2 separate regions of the Rattus norvegicus genome follow, and region 2 is linked to region 1. The links are chromatin contacts, called in public Hi-C maps. All regions are on one chromosome and are shown on one strand. Each heading gives the region's core, a stretch centred on a gene start, on an enhancer-like site or on the middle of the called end of the contact. The rest is flanking DNA. Distances are from core to core; before and after follow the strand shown.

Region 1 (6,857 bases), core at 1,600-4,099:
AGTCTGTTTTGAATATCCATGTTCCAATCAGAAGTAAGAATGAGGGTTGGGGGGGGTGAATGAATCCAGGAGAGCTTCCATAATTTTCCAGTGTTTTTAAGGGGATAGCACAGTAGTTGTTCTTCCTAAAATGGTACTTCCCATTATGTTCATATGTATATACTTACACACACACACACACACACACACACACACACACACACACACACACACACACACAAGCTGTTCTTCTGGTAATCACCTTCTGTTACTTAGCAGCATAGTAACATCTGATAAAACATGGAACAAATAGAGACCAGGATAGGGTCCTGAGTGGTATAGTCCTCCAGTTTCTGGAGTAAGCCCCTATGACCACTCCACCTAGATTTAGCACCCACATACACTTTTCTGTTGAAATGTAAATACCCCAATGATTTAGGAGCCACGTGAAGGGTTTATATAAGTAAAAAGGGAAGTTGGCAGGGAAATTTCTGATACTTTTGTGGGAACATAAAGATCTGTTTATATTTAAGAATAGACAATGCATAGGAAAAAGGTAAGTGAATATTCTGTGTGCATTCTCACATGCATGTGTGCACTGCATATGTGTACATGTATGCATTCACTTGCGGGTTAGAGGACAGCATCGGATGTTATTCTTCATGTATCTTCCTTTTCTGTTTGTTTGAGACAGGGTCTCTCCCATTGGCCTAGAACTTTACCAAGTATGTTAAATTAGCTACCCAGGCAAAGCTTTACTAACTGAGCCATCCCCCAGCCCTGAAATTATGGTTTTCTTTTTCTCAAGTGCACCTAGCATAACACATATTTATTTATTCATTTATCATAGATAGCAACCAAGGTGCTGGATAATGTGCACAGGGATTAGCTTGGTGGTTTTCTTCATAAATAGCATGTAGTCATTTGAGGACTAGTGAGAGGTAAAATGGATAATTGATTAATACGATAGAGGGCTGGGAAATGGGAGTGGAGCACTCCAGCAGCATATTGAAGACCAATGGAAAATTAAGCTGATTTCCTTTGCCCTGCATCCAGCCCATCTTCACCAAAAGCCTGACCAACAAATGCTGCTTCACAGCAGTTGGTTATCATTTTTTAGAGTCTCTCTGGAGACTTGCCTTGTCAGTCAAGATATACGAATTTAAGAGTTTATTCATTCTCCAGCTCTGCTCGACTGAATGTAAGTTAATAGTCGTTCTAGAACAGGGCTGGGGTTTTCTTTTTTCTTGGCTGGTACAGGCCGTGCCTTAATTTCTTCTTCTGCTCTCTGTTGCTAGTTCAGGCCATTCTTGGCATCCCGGGGAGCATCCACACTGGGACACAAATGTTGTCTGTTTTTGCAGATCCTCCTCATAGGATTGTGTGACCACGTGCTTTCCTGGGCTTCAGATTCCTTTCCTTTTAAATAATAAATTCAGATAGAGTGACTGCCTTAGAGCTCTACATCCATCAACGCCTTCACCCTTGAGATGTGCCCTTTGCTTTGTTTCTGAGAAATAAGTGTTTGAAGTCAGTAGTGCATTTGCATCATTAGAGGGCAGACTTCCCTTGAAGGAAGGAGAGGTTTGAGAAACTGAAATAGTTGATATGAAGCAGTGGATTCTGTTGGTGATGAGTGAGCTCTAAGGAGTAGACGGAGAGAAGGAGAATGCTGAAGAGGATGAAGGAACTGCTCATTAGCCCCTGAGCAATGGTCCTCTGTTAATCAAACCAATCCATTAATCAAACTCATCAGCCATAGCAGAGGACACAGAACTAGAGATCCCATTAGAGCTCATAGGATTATCTTATTGATAATTGTTATGTGTTAGTTTGGTAGGAATGGCCCCCACAGATTCATGCGTTTGAATGTTTGATCATAGGGAATGGCACTATTATGAAGTGTAGCCTTGTTAGAGTAGGTGTAGCCTTGCTGGAGGGAGTGTGTCACCGTGCAGGAAGGCTTTAAGGTCATATATGCTCATGCCCAGCATAACACCCAGTCTCCTGCTGCTGCCTGTGGATCAAGTTGTAGAATTCTCAGATTCTTCTTCATCGTGTTTGTCTCCACGCTGCCGTGCTTCCTGCCATGATGATAGTGGACCAAACCTCTGAAACTGTAAGTCAGCCCCAATGAAATGTTTTTGTGTTTAAGAGCTGCTGTCATCATGGTGTCTCTTCACGGCACTGAAACCCTAACTAAGATAAATTGTAAGTTGCATTATAAAGTAGCGCAGGGCCAGGAGGCAAAGCTGGCCTGTAAGCCTCAAGACACACCTCACTTAGGGACCCATTTCCTCCTTCTAGATCCCACTTCTCAAAGATTCCTCAAGCTCTAAAAATGCCACCACCAGCTGAAGACCAACTTTTCAAACCCAATTGGAGAAATGTAACAAACTGAACATTGTCTTCGAAGTCAGGTAGACCAGTAGTCAGTTTCCAACCCCTCCATTCCCTATTCTTTCTGGCTTGTTACTCTAGCTTTAAAAGTAAGATAATGTGCCTTCAACACAGTCATCTTAACAGCTAAGACAGCCAGTAATACCAAGTGTTTAGTTCAGTCTCTGTAACACAAGACTCTCTCAATAAATACACAGTAGCTATCATGGTGGAAAAAAAATAATTAAACAGTTTTCTGTTCTCACTAACCTGAAAACCCTGTGTGCAGAACAAGCCACGCGTCATGGCAGACATTATCACTGAATAACTTGCAACTTTATCCTCAGCTACTCAGGAGAGACTGCTATTCTGTGAGAAGAATAATAAATTACCACAGAGAACAAACAGGGAAAGTTGTTCACCTCCAAAAGCTGCCTCTTCAATCTGGCAAGGAGACTGGATCATTTCTGGGCTGTTCTCCAGATAGAAAACTGAGGAACATGGTGTTTCTACTCAGGATGAGTAAGTGAGCTGCTGACTTGGACACAGTCCCTGCCCCAGACCTAGTTCTGCTTCTCATGTTGTTTTGGGTCACAGTCCTGAAGGCTGGTATGAAGTGTCCCCTTTTCCTGCAGTACCTTTCTGTCTCATGTCAGGGGAAGAACATACAGGTTGTACAGTTTCTTGTGAGATGCTCAGTTGTGATTTGTGAATAGCAGCAACTGAAGGAGATAAAATCCATGTGACCTTCATGAATATGGAATGTCCTTCTTGAAGGTCAACTTGAGCCATTTCACATTTTGGGAACTTTGGGACTTTGCAGGGATTGAGGCCAATGTCCATGAATATAATGTGCTACTGGGTATGTTGTTAGATTGTCTAAAACAGATGGTGTGTCGTACAATTTTTAATGAAATTCAGATACTGGAGCTGTGGAAATGGCTCAACTGAGAGGCCCAGAAGCATAAGAAACACAGTTCTGATTCCCAGAACCCATGTTAAGATGTTAAAAGGTTGGACACAGTAGTATAGAGACAGGGAGATCCCTGAACTGCTTTGGTCAGCAAATCTAATTGAACTTTGGTTTCTCAATCTTATAGTAGAGGGTGAATGAGGAAGGCTACTGGACATCAACTTCTGGCTTCCTCATATACACGCATATGCACGCATGTGTACAAACAAATACCCACACTGATAATTGAATATACCAGAAAGGGAGGGAGAGAGACAGAGAAAGAGAGAGACAAAGAGAGAAAGAGACAGAAAGACAAAGACAGCTACACAGAGGAGGGAAAGATCATGTAGATATAAGGCAAGTCCTTCATTTTCCCAGAGGGGAAACACAGCCTGGGGTATTAGATCATCTGCCTCCTTTTGTCACAGGGTTGGTGTATGGTTTAGGACTTGAACTAAGATATTCAGTATCCAAGTCAGGACAAGTCCGGCTGAATTTTTAAAATTTCCCATCAGTGAATATGAGGTAAGGATAGTCCTTAAAAATTCAAAGTCATGACAGGACTGTTGACAGTCTCTTTTTACAAAACAGGCAAGTACTGAGCTTGTCCATATGGCAGACTTTCCAGCAGAGAGAGAAAACGTGCTGGCAGCCCTGAGACACCTTATATTCTCCCTTTTGAAGCCCAGAAAGAATGGCTTTCTGAAGAACATCGGACTGTATGCTTCTAAGGCTCTACAGATGTTCATGACCTTCACCTCAACGAGTTCTCTCCAAGAACTTAGTAATACAACAAAAATCTCAACAAAGGGCAAGATTTATTTGCCAGGATGACATGACATTGTTTTTATAACAACAGGGTCCTGTGCCCAAGAGAATTGTTTAAATAAGTTCTGATATATTTATACCGTGGTTTATTTTATTTAGCAGCCATAAAAATGATGTGGTAAGAAAATAAAGTCCTATAACCTGGGGAAGTGTTCTTGATAGAGTGCAAGGCAAAGCACCTCGCACAATGAGGCTAAGTTTGTATCAAGGACCTATATTATACCTAAATATATTTAAAAAAACAAAACAACAACAACAACAAACAACAACAAAACCCTTGATGTGTCCTGAGTGCGTCACAAACTGACTTGGCATTTTTTTTGTCACTTTGGGTTTTGCTAGATTTTGAGGACAAACAGATATTTCTTATTTGTTCATTTTGAGATAGGCTCTTACTATGCCTACATCCTGCTATGCAGACCAGGCTGTTCCCCAAACTCAGAGAGATCTGCTTGTCTCTGCCTCTCAAAAGCTGGGGTTAAAGGTATGGGCCAACATGCCAGCTATTTTTAATTTCACTTAAATATATCTTATTTATGAGTGTATGCATGCCTGAGTGTGTGTGTGTGTGTGTGTGTGCATGTGTGTGTGTATGTATGTGTGCGTACACGTGTGCACTCCTATGTTTATGGGTGCAAATAGAGGCCAGAAGAAGGTGTCAAGTCCCCTGTAGTGGGGACACTCTAGTGCAGTAGTTAACAGTTTGGATCATCTAAGGTGAGTACTAAAAGCAAGAAACCATGTTTCTCTGCAAAAGCAGCATCTGTTCTTAAACTCTGAGCCTCTTTCCACACCCCCAAAGACATAATTTTTACAAGGACACTAAAAATACCATTCTAAGCCTGATTTTCCCTTCAGTGTGACTCGGTACTTGTCCCAGTGTCTGAGGGTGTGGGCAAGTTCTCTCTGGACATTTGGTGGTAATGAGAAAGGTGGGAGCAGGTTGAAGACATAGCTGAAGTCCCACCATGCTCTCAAGCTTAATTATAAGTGTAATTAAACCCAAGGATTTTTAAATGACTTTTTCAGTTTTAATTAATTATTTAAGAACAGCATATGAACTATTAGGTTTCCTTACGACGTTCTCAAATAAAATTGGATTTTGTGATTTCTTCTTTCCACTGACTCTGCCTCTTTACCCACCTCATTCTCTTCTACACCCTGTAGCCTACTTTGAACTTTGATGTCATATATGCCCCAGGACTCCCCTGACATCCTCTAACCCCTTCTAACTTCAGTCATGTAGACACATAGACCAACATTAGGATCTCTGAGTCTGGATCACCATGAAATGCTTTCTAGATCCATCTTTTTATTTTTGTAAATTTAATGTTTCTTTATAACTGAATAAAATTCCATCATATATACACACATAAACATATATTTCATTTTTTATTATCTTCTATATTTTAAGTTTAAAGTTCTTAAACATGTCTAGAATAATTCCCAATCAGCAAAAACGCCTTGACCTATCCATCTATTTCAGTTTTCCACTGAAGAAACCACTACCTTGGCTATATGAACTTAGAGAGAAGCAAGACCAAGCATCTTGCAATGGTTTGGAAATGAAGGAAAAACATGTATTTCTTCATGTGAGAGGCATATGATTTGAGACATAGAACCACAAGATATCATGCCAGCAGCTTTTCTCCAGTTTCTCTGTTCTCTGTCCTGTTTTCCAGTGTGAGCGTCTGCTCCAAGCCTCAGGAGCAGTGGGAATAGAAGGCAGGTTGAGGAAGCCATCTCAGGCCAATGCTTTGGTTCTGCTGCTTGTGACTTTTCTTTTCTTCTCTTTTCTTTTCTTTTCTTTTCCTTTCTTTTCTTTTCTTTTCTTTTCTTTTCTTTTCTTTTCCTTTCCTTTCCTTTCCTTTCCTTTCCTTTCTTTTCTTTTCTTTTCTTTCCTTGATTCTTCTCCAGAATGGCTTCTTGCATCTGAGGAGTTTTTTCCCATCCTGCACACCCACAGACTATTAAATAAAAGGGAACAGAATTTTATAAACAAAGCAGGATAGTTTGAAGTGCCTTAATAATCTCCTTCTTGGGGGAATTAGCGACTGTATAAGAAACTTTCTAACTAGGCTCGGGGGAGGAAAAAAAATCTAATAATAGTTCTAACTAGTTGACAGGGGCCTGGATGCCCACGTTTCTGGACAGTGCAAGTATTAGCTTGGATTGGTTTATTGGGCTTCAATGGCATGGATGTGCGTTCCATCTGAAAGGGTTTTGTATAACTGTCAACTCTCTTAGGTCAACAATGGTTTGGCTTCCCTGATATCACGTGGCCCTGATGATCTGCATTTCTTCAGAGGCAGTCCAGACGCCTGAGGCTTCCATTGCTCTAAGGGAATGGCACTATGCAGTTCAAGAATCAGCAGGGCTCTAAGGGTAATTAGGACTAGCGGATTTGGGGAGAACCTGATTGCCTCTGCCCTCTGTCACCTCCTTGCCCTCTGCCTGGGCTTCCCAGTTTTGCCTTTTGACCCCTTCCTGCTTCTGTACACTCTGCTAAGTCTGACCACTTCCGTCTTCTCTTGCTTGTCTGTCTCCTTCTACTTATGCTTACTCCGGGGAACTCCCTGGCATTTGGGTGTAGGATTGGGGTGACTGTTGCTTTTCATCTGTGGGATCAACATTTTCATGTTTTCTTGAGACGTTCAAGGTCGTGCAACTTGAAAAGGTTGATGGGTCTATTCCTCTGTTGAAGGACATCTGGGCT
Region 2 (6,857 bases), core at 1,462-3,961, 120 kb before region 1:
AGTGTAGCCTAGAGCTTCCCTCTCTGGGCTTGAGTGAGGATTCCTCCTTCCTTTCATGGGAAGAAAAGCGGGGTAGGGGGCTGCTGTAAGGGACAGAGATGGAGAGATGGGTAGAGAGGCAGAGCCTACCCTTAGTCCCAAGCACATAAAAAAGGGACATAGGTGCACAGACATGTACATGATGCATAAACACACAGAGGCCTAGGGAACTCGGGACAAAACATAAAAGGTAGACCTGGAAAGATGGGACCCTCCCGGGGCTACGATCTCGGTTTTTATTTGCGGTTTCCTCTCGCTGAGCTTTAGAAGAAGAGAGTCCGAGTGGATGGCCGCCAGAGTTTACATTTGATTTTCGAGCACATGTTCAGGGTGGTATGGGTAGGCAACAAGAGAATGGGCAGTAGAAAAACATGTTTGCTTCCCTTCTTTCCTTGATGCTGGGGCCACCGGTATCTCCAGAGGTCCCCCAGCTGAAGAATGATGGCCCAGGCTAGACACTGGAGGATGCCTTCGAGAACTGGGTTGGGCATTTCCGGGGCGGAGCTGAGGACAGGTTGGTCCTGATAGTTGCCAGAGTTTGGTCAGATTGGCCAGGAGGTCAGAAAGCGGTGGGGGTGGGGTGTACATTTCCCAGCCACCTTTCCCCTGCCGGTGGGAAGCTTGGACTTTGGGTAGGTGACATCAGCTCTCCTCTCCTCCAGGTCCCCTGAGGAGCTGGGGTGGGATGAGCTGGCTTCCTGTTGGGGCCCAGTTCTAGGGGTAGCTGTCACCTCCTGGCCCCCACCCTCCGGGGTAGGTCTGAGGTAAGCAAAGCAGAGGCAGAAGCTTACCAGTGGCCCTGGGCCTCGGGTGTGGGTGTGGGAGGGTTGCTGGTTCCTGCTTCTCCAATGTCTCCAGCTCTTAGTACAGAGTCTCCTAAGGGACAGAGTTCTCAGTGACCTAAAGCTGCTGCTGTGTTGTCTCCCCTACCGAGATTTCCAGAGAGCTCACTAGGCCTAAGCATGTCCCTGTCCACAGCTTGGGAATCGCTATCAAATCTGCCTTTTGATTGTAGAGTTGAAGAGCTAAATGAATAGTTGCGTGGGGTGGGTCCCTGTGTGGGTCCCGTGTTAGAAGTGAGTCTCTCTTGGCATCTACTCCCAGGGAAAATCGGAGTAGAACAAGAGGGATGAAAGAGGGACCTTTGCGGTGGCATCCTCACATCTTGATTTAGATCCTTTATAGGGAAACCATTGAGTGGATCCCGCGTGTTGTTTCCAGCTTTTGGGCATTCTGGGGGGTCCTCCCTCTTCCTCCCTTGAAAAGTGAAGCTTATTGAAAAAGTCAATGTGCTTTATGTGTGTTTTGCTTTATTCATGAAGACATGTTGTCACTTGTACCTTAATAACCCATGGGCACCCGGGGGAGGGAGCATTTCATGGCAAAATAGACAGGAAACTGTTTGGAAAACGTAAACACGTTATTAAACGGTGAGGTATGATCTGATCCACTTACTCAGTCAGCATAGGCAGTCCTCCCCTCCCCACGCTCTCCCTGTAGCTTCCTAATCAGGCACAGGACACTGGTTCGCCCCAGTGTGCAAGCAAAGTGGGGCGGAGGAGACTGGGAAGTCAGGGAAGGGAATAATGGAATGCCCTGAAGTCACCTCTCCTTTCGTCTGTGAGGCGCCCTTCTCTGCCCGGCCGCGGCTTGTTGCTAATCATTTAGAAGCCAAGGCTTTAATTGTTTTATCTTACTAAAGCACAAGCCCCTGCAGCTCTTCGTCTCCCCCTGGTGTTCGTTCCTGCCATTTCTCAAGATTCTTCCCGATAGCGCGCGCGCGCGCGGGGGGTGGGGGGGGGTGGGGGGTGCAATTCCCAGGGAGAGGCTGGGCACAGGAAATTTTGGAGGGGGGAGAGAGTGGGGGGGTCCTTCTGATCGGCGATACTAGGATGTGCCTGACGAAACCATATTGCTGTTGTTATCATTGTTCCTTAGTTTTCCCTCCTTGCTAGCTCCTGACGGAATCCTTCGCACCTCCGTTGCGAAGAACTTCAGTTTAAAAAAGACTTGGGGGAGTTTGGAAAAGTAAGCTGATCTCCCTAAATAATCTGGTCTTCCTCCCGCCCCCACCCCAAGTAGCAGGGAGTGAAGAACGAAGAGGGGGATCCTCCCCTGGTTTGAATCCAACTAAGAAATCAGAAAGACATAAAAGGAAAATCAAGTGAACAATGATCAGCCCCACCCCCACCCCACCCCCCGCGCGCACAATACAATCTATTTAATTGTACTTCATACTTTTCATTCCAATGGGGTGACTTTTCTTCTGGAGAACCTCTTGATTCTTGAACTCTGGGGCTGGCAGCTAGCAAAAGGGGAAGCGGGCTGCCGCTCGGTGCAGGTTTTGCAGAGGTCTCTGTCCAGTGGGTGTTTTCTTTTTCTTAGCCCTGCCCCTGGATTGTCAGACGGCGGGCGTCTGCCTCTGAAGTTAGCCGTGATTTCCTCTAGAGCCGGGTCTTATCTCCGGCTGCACGTTGCCTGTGGGTGACTAATCACACAATAACATTGTTTAGGGCTGGAATAAAGTCGGAGCTGTTTACCCCCACTCTATAGGGGTTCAATATAAAAAGCCCGGCGGAGAGCTGTCCGAGCCAGACGCGTTCCAGCACTGGCGCTGAGAGCCTGACTGGGTCTGCTCCGCTTGTCCTCGAGCGCTGCCTCCCGGGCTGCCCGCGACGCTTTCGCTCCGGTGAAGGGGCCACTTTTTGAAGACCGCGCTGAGATCTCCAAAAGCCAGAGGCGATCAGAGCAACCAGACACCGTCCTCTTCGTTTTGCATTGAGTTCCATTTGCAACCGAGTTTTCTTTCTTTCTTTTTTTTTTCTTTTTTTCCCTCCTCTTCTTCTGATCCCTTTGCAGAATGGATTATTTTCCCGTGATCTTCTCTCTGCTGTTTGTGGCTTTCCAAGGAGCTCCAGAAACAGGTAGGTGCCACTTGCGAATCTTTCTGCTTCAGCGCAACGCCGTTCTCGCTTCTGTTTTCCACTTTTCTTTTTTCTTTCTGTCCTTTTTTTTTTTTTTTTAAATTACTGAAGCTGGAGCAGCAAGTGCCTTGCAATTACTTCTGTGTGCCAGCGAAAGGAATAAAACTCCTGTTTGAATACAACTGACTACAACCGAGTATCACATAGCTTTAAAATAACGTTGTAGCCGTATCGCTGAGTGGCTACAGCTGAGGCAAGGATATATTTGAAATACGTGTGTTTAGGGTTGCATGGTGCATTTAGGAGCTTATTCAAACGCTGTCTTGATAGTGTGCTAATGTGTAAAATACTAAAACACTCCAGCTTAAAGCCAAGGAATTTTATTCAGGTCATGCAGGCACAACGTGAGCAGTGAAATCACCTGCCGATCAACCGTGCGCTGAGTAACCCCGCAGGCGGTTTCAGGGCGAAGCACATGCTTTCTTTAAAATTTGTCACTATTGACTTAAGGTTTCATTTGGCAGGTTTTTGGCATCCTCAAACAGCCTGAGCTCTATTTCAGTAGTATTCACCTGTCCTGGGAAGGGAGCCGGGATCATTCCTGCCTGATTAAGGAATTAGACAGTATGGGCCGCTTCTGGTTCTTTCTCCTCCCATCCTGTTTTTTTAGGGTCAGTGCCTTCTTTTTGTCTTCACCTGACCCTAAGCAAAGAGAGAGGTTGTCAAAGGGATGAAAATCCTGGAATGTGTCTGATCGTTTGAAATGAACAAAATTGGGAAGAGAAAATGCACGACCAAATGGTCAATTGAAAGAGGCTAGCGATGCTGTGTTGGGCCAGAGGGAGGTGTCAAGTCCCACGCAAGCTGTGCGGCCCCAGGATTCTGAACCCAGAGTACTTCCCTGGCTCCCCTGAGCTGTACCTTCTCTTCCTTGAGTGGCCACTTATCTCCCACCTGCAGTGACTGTTGTAAAGTCAGTTTCTCTTCGGTGTCCAGGCATTTTCTGGAAGTTCTTGCTTTCTGCCTAACATAAAAAGGCACCCATATGCAACCTAGATCATTCTGTGCCCCTACACGAGCTGGAATGGGGTGGGTACCCCTAAGGAGGTTATCCTGAGTTGGGAACGTGGCTCCAAGGCTGCTAGGAATAGACGGTCTGTCTTATTTACTTGTGGCCACCAGCCAGCTTAATCTATGGGAGTTGTGCTAGTCTAAGTCTCAGGTATGGACTTCCTCAAAATTCCATTTTGAAGCGTCTTCAGAAGACTGGAAGAGTCCTTTCCTAGCTGTTTCTCTCTCTCTCTCTCTCTCTCTCTCTCTCTCTCTCTCTGTCTCTCTCTCTCTCTGTCTCTGTCTCTGTCTCTCTCTCTCTCTCTCTCTCTCTCTCTCTCTCTCTCTCTGTGTGTGTGTGTGTGTGTGTGTGTGTGTGTGTGTAATCTCCCTGCAGGTTGGATAAGCCAGCCAGGGTAAGGGTGAAGTCCTGTTAAGCACGGAGAACAAAGAAGTCTCTTTCTTTCTGTTTGTGTTTCTGGCTAAAGGCAGTTTTATGCCTTGTCTGCTTCTATTTGCGCTGCTAGATCTGGCCTGAATACTTGGATGCAGGTGCTTGCTCTGGACGCCTGAAGAGAGATTCCTACTAACCCGACCCTCTGTTCTCTTCACAGCTGTCTTGGGAGCAGAGCTCAGCCCCCGAGCTGAGAAGGAAGTGCAGAGCCCCCCTCCCAGCACATCCTGGAGACCCCGCAGGTCCAAGCGTTGCTCCTGCTCCTCCTTGATGGACAAGGAGTGTGTCTACTTCTGCCACCTGGACATCATCTGGGTCAACACTCCCGAGTGAGTCTCTAGAGGGCATTGTAGTCCTAGCCATCCTCTTACTGCTGGGGCTTTCTGGAGCTGGGAGACCCAGCTGGGGTTTCTGTTCTGGGAGGTTTCTGGGCTTTTGCATTTCTGAAGGCAAAAACGTGCCTCCCAGGGGGAACAGTGCTGACTGAGACAGATGAGCTTAGTGGTAGCCATGTAGGAGAGGGTCTTCTGAGAGGCTCAGAGTCACACTGCTTACTGTGGGATGAGGGCAAACAGGAAGGAATTGTGCATTTGAAGACAAGAAAGGGACGGAAGAACGTAGCGAGAGGCTCTCGATGTGGACTTAGGGATCAGTAGACCAGGTCCTATGGAGGGTAACATACCTATACTTCTCAGAGAGGCTCGCTGAATCTGTTCCAGACATACAGATGTAATAGGGAGTTATGACATATTTCCTTTCTTTTACTTATAGGAAAACTAAGAAACACAATGTTGAAGCCCCTTGCACAGGAATGAGCTGGGAGTAGGGCTAGAGCAGGGAACTGAGCTTCCTGTTTCTCTCTTTCGTCTTTAGAAAACTGTGATCCAAGGCAGAGCTCAGAACAGCGCCCATAGGTTTCTCTTGTACCTTCAGAGTGAACAGAGGCTGTTTTACCCTCAGCCCCCAACACTAGTCCACTCCTTAGGAGCAATCAGCAGAAAGAACAAACACATTTATTCTGTCTACAATGGCTGGCCAAGTTCCAAACCAAACCAGACCCAAACCACCGAGGACCTAATCCTTAGTAGTGTTTCTACCAAGGGGAGGACTCCGTTTCTTGTTGAGTGAATTGAAACGGACTCATTGCAAGTTATCGGAGAGCATTTTGACACTAAGTCCTTCACAGCCATTCAGTTTTACTGAACTCTAGAGCAATGTGCCAAGGTGCCATGCTCCACCAGGCAGCGTTGCCACACATGACTGAAGTAGAAAACCTTATGTTTTGGTGTTGCTGGAGTCCTTCTGTTTTCTGGCCCCATGACCCACTTGACACCAGAAAAGAAAGAAAGCACAAAGCAGAAACCCAAACAGAGGTTGTAATCTGGAACAAAACTGTGTCTAGATGAAATGGAATATTGTTAAGTATTGAAATAGAATTTCATTGATTCAGAAGGAAAGCTGATGTTTTCCCATTTAGGGGAAACATACACTGAGGACCACTGATGGGCAGACAGGCCAAATGGCTTCCGTACTTTGGTATCATGAGCTGTCCAAATGAATGCTCTCTGAATTGTAGGCCCAAGGAATTTGAAAGATTATTAAGTAGGCTAATATCTTTTCCTTCTCTCTTTCCATAACAGGCGCGTCGTCCCGTATGGACTAGGAAGCCCTTCTAGGTCTAAGCGATCCTTGAAAGACTTACTTCCCACAAAGACCACAGACCAAGGGAACAGATGCCAGTGTGCTCACCAAAAAGACAAGAAGTGCTGGAATTTCTGCCAAGCAGACAAAGAACTCCGGTGAGTGGAAGCCCCTTGGAGTTATCCAGCCTGCTGGCCTGCTCCCTCTCAGATGGTCTTTCACTTTAGAGAAAGGAGCAGAGACATGGACAGGCAAGGTGAATCTCAACAAGCCATCGCTAAAGTGGTTTTCCCTGTCTGTCTTCACAGAGCCCAAAGTACCATGCAGAAAGGCGTAAAAGACTTCAAGAAGGGAAAACCCTGTCCCAAGCTGGGAAAGAAGTGTATCTATCAGCAGCTGGTGGAGGGAAGAAAACTAAGAAGGTAAGAGGCTCATGGGGACTCCTGGCCCTGGATACCAGTGCTAATGGCTCCCTAGTCCTTCCCACTGGGAGAAAGAAAAGCTTGAGTACAGTAACAGAGTCGTCATGGTCTGTGGACTCAGAGGAGCAAAGGGCTCCTCAGATACTGGGGCCTTGAGTGCAGACGCCTGCCCACTGTGTCTTAGCACACATTGTTCAGTCTATGGATGGAGCTTCCACACTAAGACAGCTCTAGAGTTTGAGCATGCCCAGTCTTTTCTCCTCTGGTCTTTCATTTTCTGCTTGCCTGGAGAAACTGAAAATCATGCCAAAGAAAAAGACATTTAAA

The links. Hi-C and Micro-C count contacts between places; a contact is called where the count stands out from the background.
Region 2: a Hi-C map of the A7r5 cell line shows a contact between it and region 1, with 5 times the contacts expected there. The contact joins the promoter of Edn1 here to the enhancer-like site in region 1. A contact is called at or near these places in 2 of 12 Hi-C or Micro-C datasets (the A7r5 cell line and the Rat2 cell line).

The regions. Positions count from the first base shown.
Region 1 is chr17:22,542,058-22,548,914 of GRCr8, reverse strand. No RefSeq gene overlaps it. Among named protein-coding and RNA genes, the nearest start is that of Edn1, 120 kb to the left of the region's middle. Within about 2 kb of position 2,849, at least 27 of the 93 cell types and tissues checked have an H3K27ac peak or open chromatin away from gene starts, as enhancers often do.
Region 2 is chr17:22,662,541-22,669,397 of GRCr8, reverse strand. Edn1 (endothelin 1) reads left to right here and starts at 2,711. Exons shown (of 5, transcript NM_012548.2): 1 at 2,711-2,963; 2 at 4,628-4,796; 3 at 6,108-6,266; 4 at 6,417-6,530. The coding sequence starts at 2,900.